2 separate regions of the Sus scrofa genome follow, and region 1 is linked to region 2. Evidence: chromatin contacts called from public HiChIP or PLAC-seq data. All regions are on one chromosome and are shown on one strand. Each heading gives the region's core, a stretch centred on a gene start, on an enhancer-like site or on the middle of the called end of the contact. The rest is flanking DNA. Distances are from core to core; before and after follow the strand shown. Region 1 overlaps METTL8 (methyltransferase-like protein 8). Region 2 overlaps TLK1 (serine/threonine-protein kinase tousled-like 1).

Region 1 (6,081 bases), core at 775-3,274, 320 kb after region 2:
CTTTTATTCCTATTTCATATATGTGCATGTGCTATGTGTTTACACATTGGTCCATGATGTAAATTGTACTTCTTACTGTGGACCATGCCAAAAAGCCCAAAAGCTGCTTGCCTAGCTGATTTTGTCTAATGATAATACAAGTGCTTACCACTTCCTTATAAATTTCAGGGGTTCCCTGAAAAGTTTCTACACACTTAAACTAGGAACAATGTGCAATAAAGAATGATTTTTCCAAGTAACAGTGTAAGTTGCTCAATGTAGACAGATGTCTGGGAAATGTCTCACTAACATTCTGAATATAGTTTCAGGTCAGTGCCCACCAAATTGATAAATGTATAAATGATAAACTAAGTATAATTAAAAGACTACAAGCAGTATACAAAGTGGTTCAGTCACTGTGGAAGAGTTTGGCAGTCCCTCAAAAAGTTAAATATATTGGGAGTTCCCGTCGTGGCACAGTGGTTAACGAATCCGACTAGGAACCATGAGGTTGTGGGTTCGGTCCCTGCCCTTGCTCAGTGGGTTAACAATCCGCCGTTGCCATGAGCTGTGGTGTAGGTTGCAGACGCGGCTCGGATCCCGCGTTGCTGTGGCTCTGGTGTAGGCCGGAGGCTACAGCTCCGATTCGACCCCTAGCCTGGGAACCTCCATATGCCGCGGGAGCGGCCCAAGAAATAGCAAAAAACCAAAAAAAAAAAAAAAAAAAAAGTTAAATATAAAATTACCACATGACTCCACAATTCCATTCCTAGGTATATTTCTTAAAGAGTTGAAAACAAGGACTTAAATAAGTACATGTACACACGTGTTCACAGCAGCTCTATTTACAAGAGCCAAAAGGCAGAAATTGCTTAAATGTCCATCAGTGAATGAATGGATAAACCAACTCTGGTATATATACACAATGGAATATTATTCTGTCATAAAAAGGAATGAAGCATTGATACATGTGTAATGCGGATGGGCTGCCTAGATTTTAGGCTAATTGAAAGAAGCCAGACCCAAGAGATCATACATTGCATGATCTCATTTATACAAAATATCCAGAAGAGGTGACTCTGTAGACACAAAACACAGATTAGTAATTGCCAGGGCTCAGAACTGTACATGAGTATAAACTGCTTAACAGGTAAGGGATTTTGCTTTAGAGTGATAAAAATGTTTTTGAATGAGTTAGAGATGCTGCTTACACAATGTTGTGAATGAAACTAATGTCACCGAATCGTTCACCTTAAAATGGTTAACTTTATGTGAAATTCATTTAAACTATTAAGAATTAAGAGCCCATAGGCAGATGTAAATACTAGCAATACAAATATCCAGATACTTGAGGGCAAATATTATTCAGGATATTAGAAATTTAAAAAAGGGTATTTTTATTTCTTCTCATAAAAATTTTGAAAAAAGGTTCATATATAAATAGTTTTTACTGACTAAACTAGAAGCTAAAGGGAAAGTGAACTATAGACAGTTCTAACGTCTCTGAGAGAAAACATGTGTGCCTTTAAAGAAATATCTTAAAGAATCAAAATTCAGCACAAGAAAACATTATTCTTTATATAAAGGAGGAAATGAAAGAAGAGAGGACTTTTTTTTGGTCTCTTTAGGGCCAAACCCACCCGCATATGGAGGTTTCCAGGCTAGGGGTCAAATTGGAGTTGCAGCCGCTGGCCTATGCCACAGCCACAGCAATACCAGATCTGAGCCGCGTGTGCAACGTACATCACAGCGCACAGCAACACCTGATCCTTAACCCACTGAGTAAGGTCAGGGATCGAACCTGCGTCTCCATGGATACTAGTCAGATTCATTTCCGCCGAGCCATGACGGGAACCCTGAGAGAACTTTTGGACAGAACTTTGGACCTGAATTAAGGGGAAAGTAAACCTGTCCTCTGGTTTTCAGTTTAACTTACATGTCTCCTCCTCAAGCCAAAAAAAAAAGGAGGGGGTGGAGGTAAGGGGGGTGGGGACGCAGGAACGTGATGTGAAGCAATTACATGATGTGAAGCAATTTCCTCCCTCCTCCTTTGGAGGAAATTATTGTTATGATTATTAGAGTGTGTCTTTGAAGTGAGTTCACTGGAGATATCCTGGCACAGGCAGGATAACCTCTTGGAGGGTACGTTATGGAGGAGGATGGATTAAGAGAACAGATCAAGGTTTTTCAAATGGATCAACCGACCCCTAAAGGTCCTCTAAGCTGCTGGAGTGAGGGAGGGGTGGGAGAGGAAAAGGGAGGTAGAGCTGTTGACACCTTAAGCCTCCAGGCCCACTTCACTCAGAGTAGGGTTTTTTTTTAACCTTTTAAATATTGTGATTGTAATGTTAAGACTTCACTTATGAGAAAATTCTGCTCCTAAGGAAAAGCTTGGAAGTTCCTGGTGTGGCTCAGAGGGTTAAGAACCTGACTAGCATCCATGAGGATGTAGATTTGATCCTCACTCAGTGGGTTAAGGATCTGTTGTTGCCTCGAGCTGCGGCACAGGTCACAGATGTGGCTTGGATTTGGCATTACTGTGGCTATGGCGTAGGCCTGTAGCTGCAGCTCCAACTGGACCCCTCGCCTGGAAACTTCTGTATGCCATGGGTGCAGTCCTTAAAAAAATAAAGTTTGAAAACCACTGGACTGGCTCAAGGATTCCTAAACCCGGCTACTCAACAGGTTTACTCAAAGAGCTTTTTCAAATGACAAACTCCTGGGCCATACTTCTAGACCTAGTGAAATAATAACCTTCCAAGGGATTCTTGGGCAGCAGCCCTAACCACAGTGTTTGAGAGGCACTGAGCCAGATGACCCCTGCCTCCCTGAAAGCCTATGACGACAGAACTTAAACGTGCAGGCAGGAACCTTGGGCAAAAGAACTGGTGGTAGCAGATGGAAAAAGAGATGCAGAAACTAACTCTTTAGAGTCTAATGACAAAGAAACAAAAAATAAACAACAACAACAACAACAACAACAAAACCCTGGCAAATGAGGAGCTTGCCTAGGATCAGAAGTTCTTCTGGAGGTTTAACTGCTTGGCATTTGTCTCATAGCCTATTATAACTGTCCAAATTAATGATGATAGGTAAAATGGTTTAATTCAGCAACCTTCAAGAAAGTCTAATGTCAACCACACATGTAATTTAAAATTTTCTAGGAGCCACGTCAAAAAAAGTGAAAATAAATTAATTTTAATAATACATTTTATTTACTTCAATATATGAAAAATGATTTTTAACATTTAATTAAGTTCAAAAACTATTAATGATATATTTTACCTCTTATTTGTATTAAGTCTTCAAAAGATTATAGCACATCTCAATTAAACTAACAAGGTTTCAAGTGCTTAATAATCACATGGGGCTAGTGGCCACCGTATCATATAGTGTAGGACCAATTCATAAAAGGTCAATCTATTTCCTTTTAAAATTGAAATTATGTTGCAGCAAAAACACAAGAAGTCCATGAATCACCTTCCAAGCTTTAGAGGCACTGCTCTCAAAAATAGTCAGTGAAGAATTTTGTCTGCAGATATCATACCCAACCTTACATCTTCAGCCCTCCCTCTCTCTTCCTAGCAGTGGAGTCTTGTGTTCTGGACATTTTTCTCAGAATGTCTTGCTCCCAAAACCTATTAAAAATATTTTAAACTAAATGCACCATCTTTGGAGTTCCCATCATGGTGCAGCGGAAATGAATCCTACTAGGAACTATGAGGTTGCGGGTTCAATCCCTGGCCTCTCTCAGTTCATTAAGGATCCGGCATTGCTGTGGCTGTGGTGTAGGCCAACAGCTATAGCTCTGATTTGACCCCTAGCCTGGGAACCTCCATATGCTGCAGGTGCAGCCCTAAAAAGCAAAAAAAAAAAAGTTAAATGCACCATCTTTATTCCAAAATAGAAAAAAAAAATCAATGTACCTCTTGAATTTTTCTATTTCCATTAGTCATCTAGGATCAAACCTTCAGAATCAAATGTTTCCTTTTCCTTTATTCTACAAAAGCACTAAGTTCTCATTTTTCTTTCTTTGCCATCTCTGTCTCATCAGCCCTTCCTGACTCCTAGTTCCACCCACTGATCTGCCCAGTATACTATTACCTAAATACTTACACTTAATATAACATGTATAACAAATGCCATTTCTCTTCAGGGGCTCTCTAATACCTCTCACTGAAGCTGCAAATTTAAGACCACACACTATCTTGCTCCTGCCCCCACATGGCCTTTATCATCCCAACCTTACTATTTACCAACCCCCTGGGAGAGCCTTTATTTTAGGCAAAACATCCTGTTCTGAATATGCCTTACACTCTCTCATCTCTAGGTGGTATGACTCTCTATCCACCTAGAATGACCTCAGTCCAGCATCATCATCTATCTAAGTCATTATTCCGCAAATACTTATGTGTCAGGCACTATACTAGGTACCAGACACGTTTCCATTTCCCCACTTAATTCTTCCTTTATATGCCAATTATACCTCAATAAAGTGAAACTAAAAATAACACAATTTAAAAAAATCTTCCTATGCCAAAACAGAAATGGTTTTGTATTGCTGAGTTGTTCTTACAGAGACTCAAGCCTGAAAAGAACACACTGGGCCTTTATAATTTACTCCCTTATATTGATAATCACCAATTTTCCCTATAAATATCCATTTATCTTTACAAATAGCAGGTGGAATTCCTAAAAGCATGGATTAAGGTCAAACCAATGCATTCTCCCTGGTTCTCAGTAAGCAGCAGGTACAGGTACACATTTGCTGGTAAGTACTGGCAAGAGGGAAGAGTCTGTGGGGCTGGAGGAGGGCTGTACCTAGAAAAGAGGCCCCCTTGCTGATATGCTGCCAAATCAGCATCAGAGATGAGTGGAAAAGGGCCTGCAAAAACCCTAAAGCTGAGGAAAGCACTTGGGAACCTTCACTTTTCCAATTCTATTTGCAAAGAAATTCAGAACTGGCAACACTTAAGTTAGGGTCAGTTACCCTGGCTTCTGAACCTCAACAATGTAAGTTAAGTGTTTGGTTTTAAAAACCCTTTTCAGGCACTAAGTGAAAATAGTAACACTGGTGATGCTTAATGTACCAACATAATATCAGACCTAGAAAGATAACTCACCACATGTTGTGTTCAAAAACTTTAGCTGGGTCAGTTAAAATCCTTGATCCCAGAGGGGCCGCTGGGTGATAATGACTTTGGTACCTGTGCGGCAGCTTTCTTATTCTTCGACAGGAAATATAATTTCTCCACATCACACTCAGTACCTGGAAAGTTACAATGATTAATTGGTCAATATAGATTACACAGTATAATGTTTATCTAATAGCTAAAAACAGGTATAAAAAGGTTTATAAAGCTGAGAAAGGACATGAAAACTAAAAATTTTTAAATGAAAGATGGGCATGATAGCTTCTCTCCTACAGCATTTTTTTTTTTTTTCTTTTTATAGTCACACCTGTGGCATATGGAAGTTCCTGGGCTGGGGTCAAATCGGAGCTGTAGCTGCTGGCCCACATCACAGCCACAGCGATGCCAGATCTGAGCTGCTCTGTAACCTACACTGCATCTCACAGCAATGCAGGATTCTTAACCCACTGAGTAAGGCCAGGGATCGAACCATATCCTCATGGGTACTGGTTGGGTTTGTTACCGCTGAGCCACAACGAGAACTCCTCCTATAGCATTTTTCAGGCCAAGAGAAGGGAAAAGAATATCTGGAGTGTGAAACCCTGGCTGGCATTCTTTATTAGTCACAGTCTTGACCAACTTTGCTTTGTTTGGAATTTGCTTATATAATTTTTAGCAATGGTCAAAGCATGTAAGCCCAGAAATCTGGACTTTGTATATTAAAAAGCTCTGTAAAGTGATTTTATTATTTTGTTTTGGGAATTCTAGGCAAACATAGTTCTGGGATTACATGATAACTACTAGACCCAAAAACCCAATAGGAGCAGAATAAGAAAACGAATGTATTAGATCTCATTCTTTGGGCTAAGCTGAATAATATGAAAATTATTCAAATAAATAAGTAAATACTGTATTAAGATATGATCTTAGCAATTCTTAATTCTAACAAGCCTGTATACATACATTTTAA
Region 2 (6,169 bases), core at 1,335-3,834:
CAAATTTTAATTTAAGAGGGAATAATTTACTACTACAAAACAAATGAAATGAAGGTTATTTCACGACAGTTAAAAGAGAAAGAAAGGTAGAAGACAGATCCACTGATTATTCTGAGACCTTACAACATTTGGAATATACAAACACACACACACACCCCCCAATGTGACCACTCGCTTTGGATAAATCCCACTACAATCTTTTTTTTTTTTTTTTTGGTCTTTTTTGTCTTTTTAGGGCCACACCCATGGCACATGGAGGTTCCCAGGCTAGGGGTCCATTCGGAGCTGTAGCTGCCAGCCTTTGCCAGAGCCACAGCAATGCCAGATCCAAGCCGCATCTGCGACCTACACCACAGCTCACGGCAACGCCGGATCCTTAACCCACTGAGCGAGGCCAAGGATCGAACCCAAAACCTCATGGTTCCTAGTCAGATTCGTTTCAGCTGCGCCACGACAGGAACTCCCCACTACGATCTTAGAGAGACGCTAAAACAAAAATTTTAAGAATAGCTATGGCAGATCCTAAACAAATTACTTTAATATCCATTTAATGTGAACATTTTGACAAATATTTTTCATGTCTCAAAATATACAAATTTTAGAACATTAAAAAAATTGGACACCAAAACAAAATTACCTATCACACACACCTCTTTGTTAATAATTTAAATACTACTCAAAAGACAAGAATATACCAAATTTCAGTGGAAAGTTCTAGAAATGCTCAATTTTATATTGTTGAATAAATATTTATTATGTGTGAGCTGAAAGTTTTATTTCTGGTATATCCAGAAATAATTTAAATTGCCTTGGTCTAAATATGTACCACTACCGTTATAAATCTATACCACACAGAATAGAGGGTATTTCTGAATACTGTACTTAAGTATTTCTGGTTTTCATTAACACCATCTCTTAATGATTTATCTTCTGATATTTAAAAAATCCTTTCTCTCAAAAAAATTGATCCTGAAATTTACCTTGAAAATATAATGGCTTAAACTTAGTATCATAATGTATATCATAAGCTAAGTATCATAAAAAAACAAATGTTCACAGATTTAAAAACTAGATCTAAATATGTTGTTTGTATTCCACTTGACACTTAAGATTTTTCAATTATTTTATCTGATTTATTTATTTTTGGCTGCGCTATAGCAGTGACCCAAGCTGCTTACAGTAACAACGCAAGATTCTTAACCTGCTGCACCAAAAGAGAACTCCTTATTTCAATCATTTAAAAATAAAACCCAACCACTACTTGTTGCAGAGATATTTAATATAAATTAGACATCGGATGATACATAGAAACCTTCAAAATAAATTTAAGATAAACCTTTCTAAAAATTTTTGAAGTTTTCTAAAACAGATAAATTCTCTGAAATTTCCTCATTTAATGTATCTTCAGTTACAAATATTCCCAATTTTAATAAAAAAAGAAAAAAGATAAAATAATGCTCCAGGAGACCAAAGAGTTGAAGATTAATTATATGGACAAGAAATAGATTAAGAATTTTGGAATAATAAAGTCAAACCACAGCTTAGTTGTCTCAATTTAATTATACAGAATAGAGTAAGAACCTGGCCATACAAGTGTGCCAGTATGAAAAAATTTATTTACATCACCAATATGAAAAAATTTATACCACAGAATACAGAAAGAGGTACCTTTCTGTCATCAGATTACTAACTTTGCTGCCTTAAAACTTGTCGTTAATTTCTTACGTATGTAGGAAGCTACTAAACACTCAGTAAGCTAGTATAACTTTAAATAACCTGACAAATTGTAAAATGCCTATTAGAATACCAGCTGAAATACTTGTTTCAACTTTTCTTTGAAACTGTGGTATGAAGATCCTACTTGAAAAGTGAATTTAGAGAAATGAAATTAACTCATAAATATATAATTATGATTCAACTAGATTGGTAATCTTCAGATGTTTATACAATGACAGTAATCAATATCACTAAATACCCACTAAAGAAATAAATGTCTGTCAGTTAAGCAAGTTTTTATCCTCTATAAAACATGACAAGTATGTCCCATAAGATCTTACAGTACAAAAGCACAGGCAAACTTCAATCATTTTGAATTGTAAAGTTTACAGGAAAAAACCAAAATGCCAGGAGCACAAAAAAAAAAAAAAAAGCTGGATCCTAGAATACCTGTGAAGTGAAGGAACTATTCAAGTCATATATAAATAGACATAAATCCTCCATAGCCATCAGTGAAATATATTTACATTGTCCATACTATAACATAATATTTATACCACAGTATCTTGGACCTTAAAACAAAAGAGAAACACTTCTAGGGAAAGGATGATTCAGCAGTTCTAAGTAACTTCTCTTAAATCCCACTGAGAAAAAGAATACACACTTTTATGATTGAAGGTTTGTGTTCCTTCCAAATTTTTTGTGTCTAAGTCCTAAACCCCAATGTGATGGTATTTGGAGAAGGGGACTTTATAAGATAATCGTTAGATTAGGTCATGAGAATGGAGCCCTAAAGATGGGATTAGTGGCTTTATGAGGAGGAGGAGAAAGAGACCTCCCAACCCTGCCACCTCTTTGTGGGAGTGCAAGGGAAAAAAACCACGGCAGAACTTGAGAAAGCGGGTGTCTACAAACCAGGAAGAGAGCCTCACCAGAAACTAAACTCTACTCGAACTTGATCTTGGACTTGCAGCCTCTAGAACTACAAGAAATAAATTTGCTTTTTTAAGCCACCTAGTTTATGGTATTTTGTTATGGCAGACTAAGCAGATTAATACACATACTTTTAGGCAAACACTAGGGCAATACTGCCTAGTATCCTCTTCTTAGAGAAAGGGGCAGTTTTGGTCTGGCCCCAGCTTACGACAGTCTAGAATATGGTAGTCTCAGCAACTAATTTATCTTTAGAGCGGATCATTTCCAAAGATCTATATACTGTAGGCCATACTGTCTTTTCCTGAAATTGACATTAACCACAGAATACAGAATACAGAAAGAGGTACCTTTCTGTCATCAGACTACTAACTTAATTAATTATTTTCAGAGGGTTGAAGAGAAGCAAGCTTGACCTGGGCTCACAATTGATCTGGATTATTATGGAATGAAGTCCTCAAATGCAAGGCAAATGCAGGCCAAATTACTACAATAAAAGGCAATCCAGACAGCTAGATGATGTTTATTTAGCAAGAACACTAAGCTTCAATCCTTGAGTCATCCTGGAGCAGAGCAGTTAAAACAGAGAAGGTCTAGAAGAAACAAAGAGCATCTCCAGAAAGGAACTGGTCTCTGTAGGCAATTATGGTGTTGAAGGGACATGAGTAAGAAAAGAATCTATTAACTAGAGAGGTAGGTTTGATAATCACATACAATAAAAGGACATGGCTCTTTTCTGATTAAGCCAAAAAAATACAGCAATGGACCTTAACAGTACACATTACAGCTATTTTAGCAGTAATTTGAAATAAGATCTCATATTCTGAATTACATAAATATACACACATAAAATCCAGGTCATAAATATACAACAGATCTCAATACTGCATCATTTAAGTAACCCGCAAAACACACTACCTTCCAAAATTTTTAACTTTAAAAAATTTATATGGAAGGTAAAACCAGTTTGTCCCTCACCAGGTATTTAGCATAGAAATGCTTTCGATTTAAAATCAATCCTTCAGGCAACTTAATATCCATTTAGCTCAACATTCTAGGCCAAGAGTATGTTACAGCAGGTAGAATCTCTGTAAAATAATGGCAGGTTAAAACTACTAGGCAAATTTGGGGTATTTTTGAGCATTTCTCTTAACGACAGCTTTTTCTTTCTTTTTTTCCCTGTTTTTAGGGCCGTGCCTGGGGCATATGGAAAGTGCCAGGCTGGGGGTTGAATTGGAGCTGCAGTTGCTGACCTAAGTGCGGGATCTGAGCCGCACCTGCGACTACGCCACAGCTTGGGGCAACATGGGATCCTTAACCCACTGAGCAAGGCCAGGGATGGAACACACATCCTCATGGATACCAGCGAGGTTTGTAACCCAATGAGCCACAATGGGAACTCCTAAAAGGGCAATTATTAAAGGAAAAAAAAAAAAAGGTGGGGTGTATAGGCATTAAACTATAAAGCTTAGAATTATAAAATGCATTTTCGCATGTAAAACTGATGTGTTTCCTGAAAAAATTAAACATACTAGTTTAAACTTCTTCAGCAAATCTTTAGTGTATGTTACATGTTAGCCCCACCAAAACCCCCTCTATTTGCAAGTGTTGTCTTTCTATAAAGCCAAGACAAGACAGAAAGTATTTTTCTGATGTATCATTCTCAGCTTGCCTATAATCCCTGAGGGTTGGTGAAAGAAAAGAATTCTGTGTAGTATATTATGAAGATGGTAGAAGCAGAGAAAAGCTTATCATTTTCAACTATCCATTCAATAGCACCATAACAACATTAGCTGGTCTGGGAAAACTAGTTCAGAGTAAGGTTTAACACCAAATTCATTTCCATAGTATCAACAATATGATTTCCTCAAGAGTATCTAAAGGTCCACAAATTAAGTTTTAATTTCGTAAACTGTAAATAACATCATTCTAAAAGTTTATTACCAGGAAAATGAAGGGTTAAATTAACAAAAGACGCTATTAAAAGCCAATAGAAAGGGCAATGAAAAAAAAAGAATTAAGGAGAAAATCATTACCAATTTACTTCAAATTTATCCTTATTATATGTCTCCAGGTTTTTCTCTATTACATTCTTTCATCTGTCTTAAATATAAATGAGTCATGAACCATTGGAAATATGAACCAACAAACAAAAAACCACCTAGACAAAGATTTGACTGTAAAGAGATCAGTTTTGAAACTACTGCCCATTATCCTATTTTTGCTTGAGTATGATTATTTAGATTGAGGAGTAGGGCAGGATAAAGAGAAGGGACAAAAATTAAGAAATTAACAAGGTTTTTTTTCCTTTCCTAACTATATATATGCTCCCTAGACTCCCAGCCTCAATCACTGAGCTGGATGTCACTAATGGGAGCATACTCTATCTCCCTCAGGTGTGTTAAACGGGCTCAGATAATTATCTCAGAACCTTAATGCTTTCTCCCCTCTCTGTACTTCATTTCCTTCTGTGGGGCGGAAGGTGGGGTGGTTGTTAGTTTCTCATCACATGCATAAATATATATATCGAAACCCCTAAATGGGAATAACTGTTAAAATGGACAGGTTTTGATTCTGTCAGTTCCCCGATCCTAAAACAAACCAAATCTGACCTTCCCAGAAGCAAATAAATATAACTGACTGACGAATTTTAAATATTTAGTATACTGCCTGAAAAAGAAATCATAGCTGTTGTACTAGGGGCATGAAATTCCTCGATGTTTCAACACTAACCAAGGTGCTGATGCCAAGCCCTCGTACATACAGGTACAGTGCTTTACTACACTCCCAGTTTTCTACCTCCTTTTGGCCTTTACCAGGACTTTGGTGGACTCATTTTTTTTAAATGTATAAAAATATTTAACTTTTTACATAAAAATGAGAAGTGCCTAATCTTCCAGATTCTCTGTGTGCACATGCATATTAATGGCCTGGAATTATAGTTCTCATGATCAGTGGCAAAGCAATTGTTTTCTCCCTTTTGTGAAATAGTTATTTCCAGACTGAACTTACAAACCTGAATTAATTAAACCCTGCTCTCTAAGATTGTTTCCAAAATTTAAAAAGTTCCATTGCTTGTATACAACTGGATTAATATCAAACCCTACAGAAGTAAAACACAGTTATCTTTAAATTTTTATTTTTGTAAGTGAACATCATCTACCACCAAGTTAAGACGTATAATTATAAATAGGGAAAAAAGAGCCAGGAATATGTTTGTATGTTCACAATGAGAGTAGGAAGTAGAACATAAGCACTGGGAGCTTTCCTATCTAAAACTAGGTACATGTTCTCTCAGCACAGGCAGCTTTCATAGAATGTAGTCACTTCTAAACGGAAGCAGAATTAAGCACAGAATGTCAAGTTTAGAATTCCAACACTCTTCTTGGCACTTTTCTTGCCTACACATGCCAAGAAGTCAGGAACCTCAAAATATTCCTCATGGGCTTAGTGGTGCCTTTTTCTAGTATAATGCATTTTCACTAGACTTTCACTTGAAACTATTCCCTACACAAGGAGC

The links. HiChIP or PLAC-seq counts read pairs in DNA pulled down with a chosen protein or histone mark.
Region 1: an H3K27ac HiChIP or PLAC-seq map of alveolar macrophages shows a contact between it and region 2. The contact joins two enhancer-like sites. A contact is called at or near these places in 1 of 47 Hi-C or Micro-C datasets (epiblast stem cells) and 1 of 2 datasets of contacts at active chromatin or transcription factors (alveolar macrophages).

Annotation. Positions count from the first base shown.
Region 1 is chr15:77,517,172-77,523,252 of Sscrofa11.1, forward strand. It overlaps METTL8 (methyltransferase-like protein 8), which reads right to left. Exons shown (of 12, transcript XM_001925591.5): 4 at 5,103-5,248. Among named protein-coding and RNA genes, the nearest start is that of METTL8, 44 kb to the right of the region's middle. Within about 2 kb of position 2,025, at least 3 of the 83 cell types and tissues checked have an H3K27ac peak or open chromatin away from gene starts, as enhancers often do. A contact at or near this core is called in alveolar macrophages, where this site is marked.
Region 2 is chr15:77,191,862-77,198,030 of Sscrofa11.1, forward strand. The region is part of intron 12 of TLK1 (serine/threonine-protein kinase tousled-like 1); the gene reads right to left. Among named protein-coding and RNA genes, the nearest start is that of GORASP2, 96 kb to the left of the region's middle. Within about 2 kb of position 2,585, at least 2 of the 83 cell types and tissues checked have an H3K27ac peak or open chromatin away from gene starts, as enhancers often do. A contact at or near this core is called in alveolar macrophages, where this site is marked.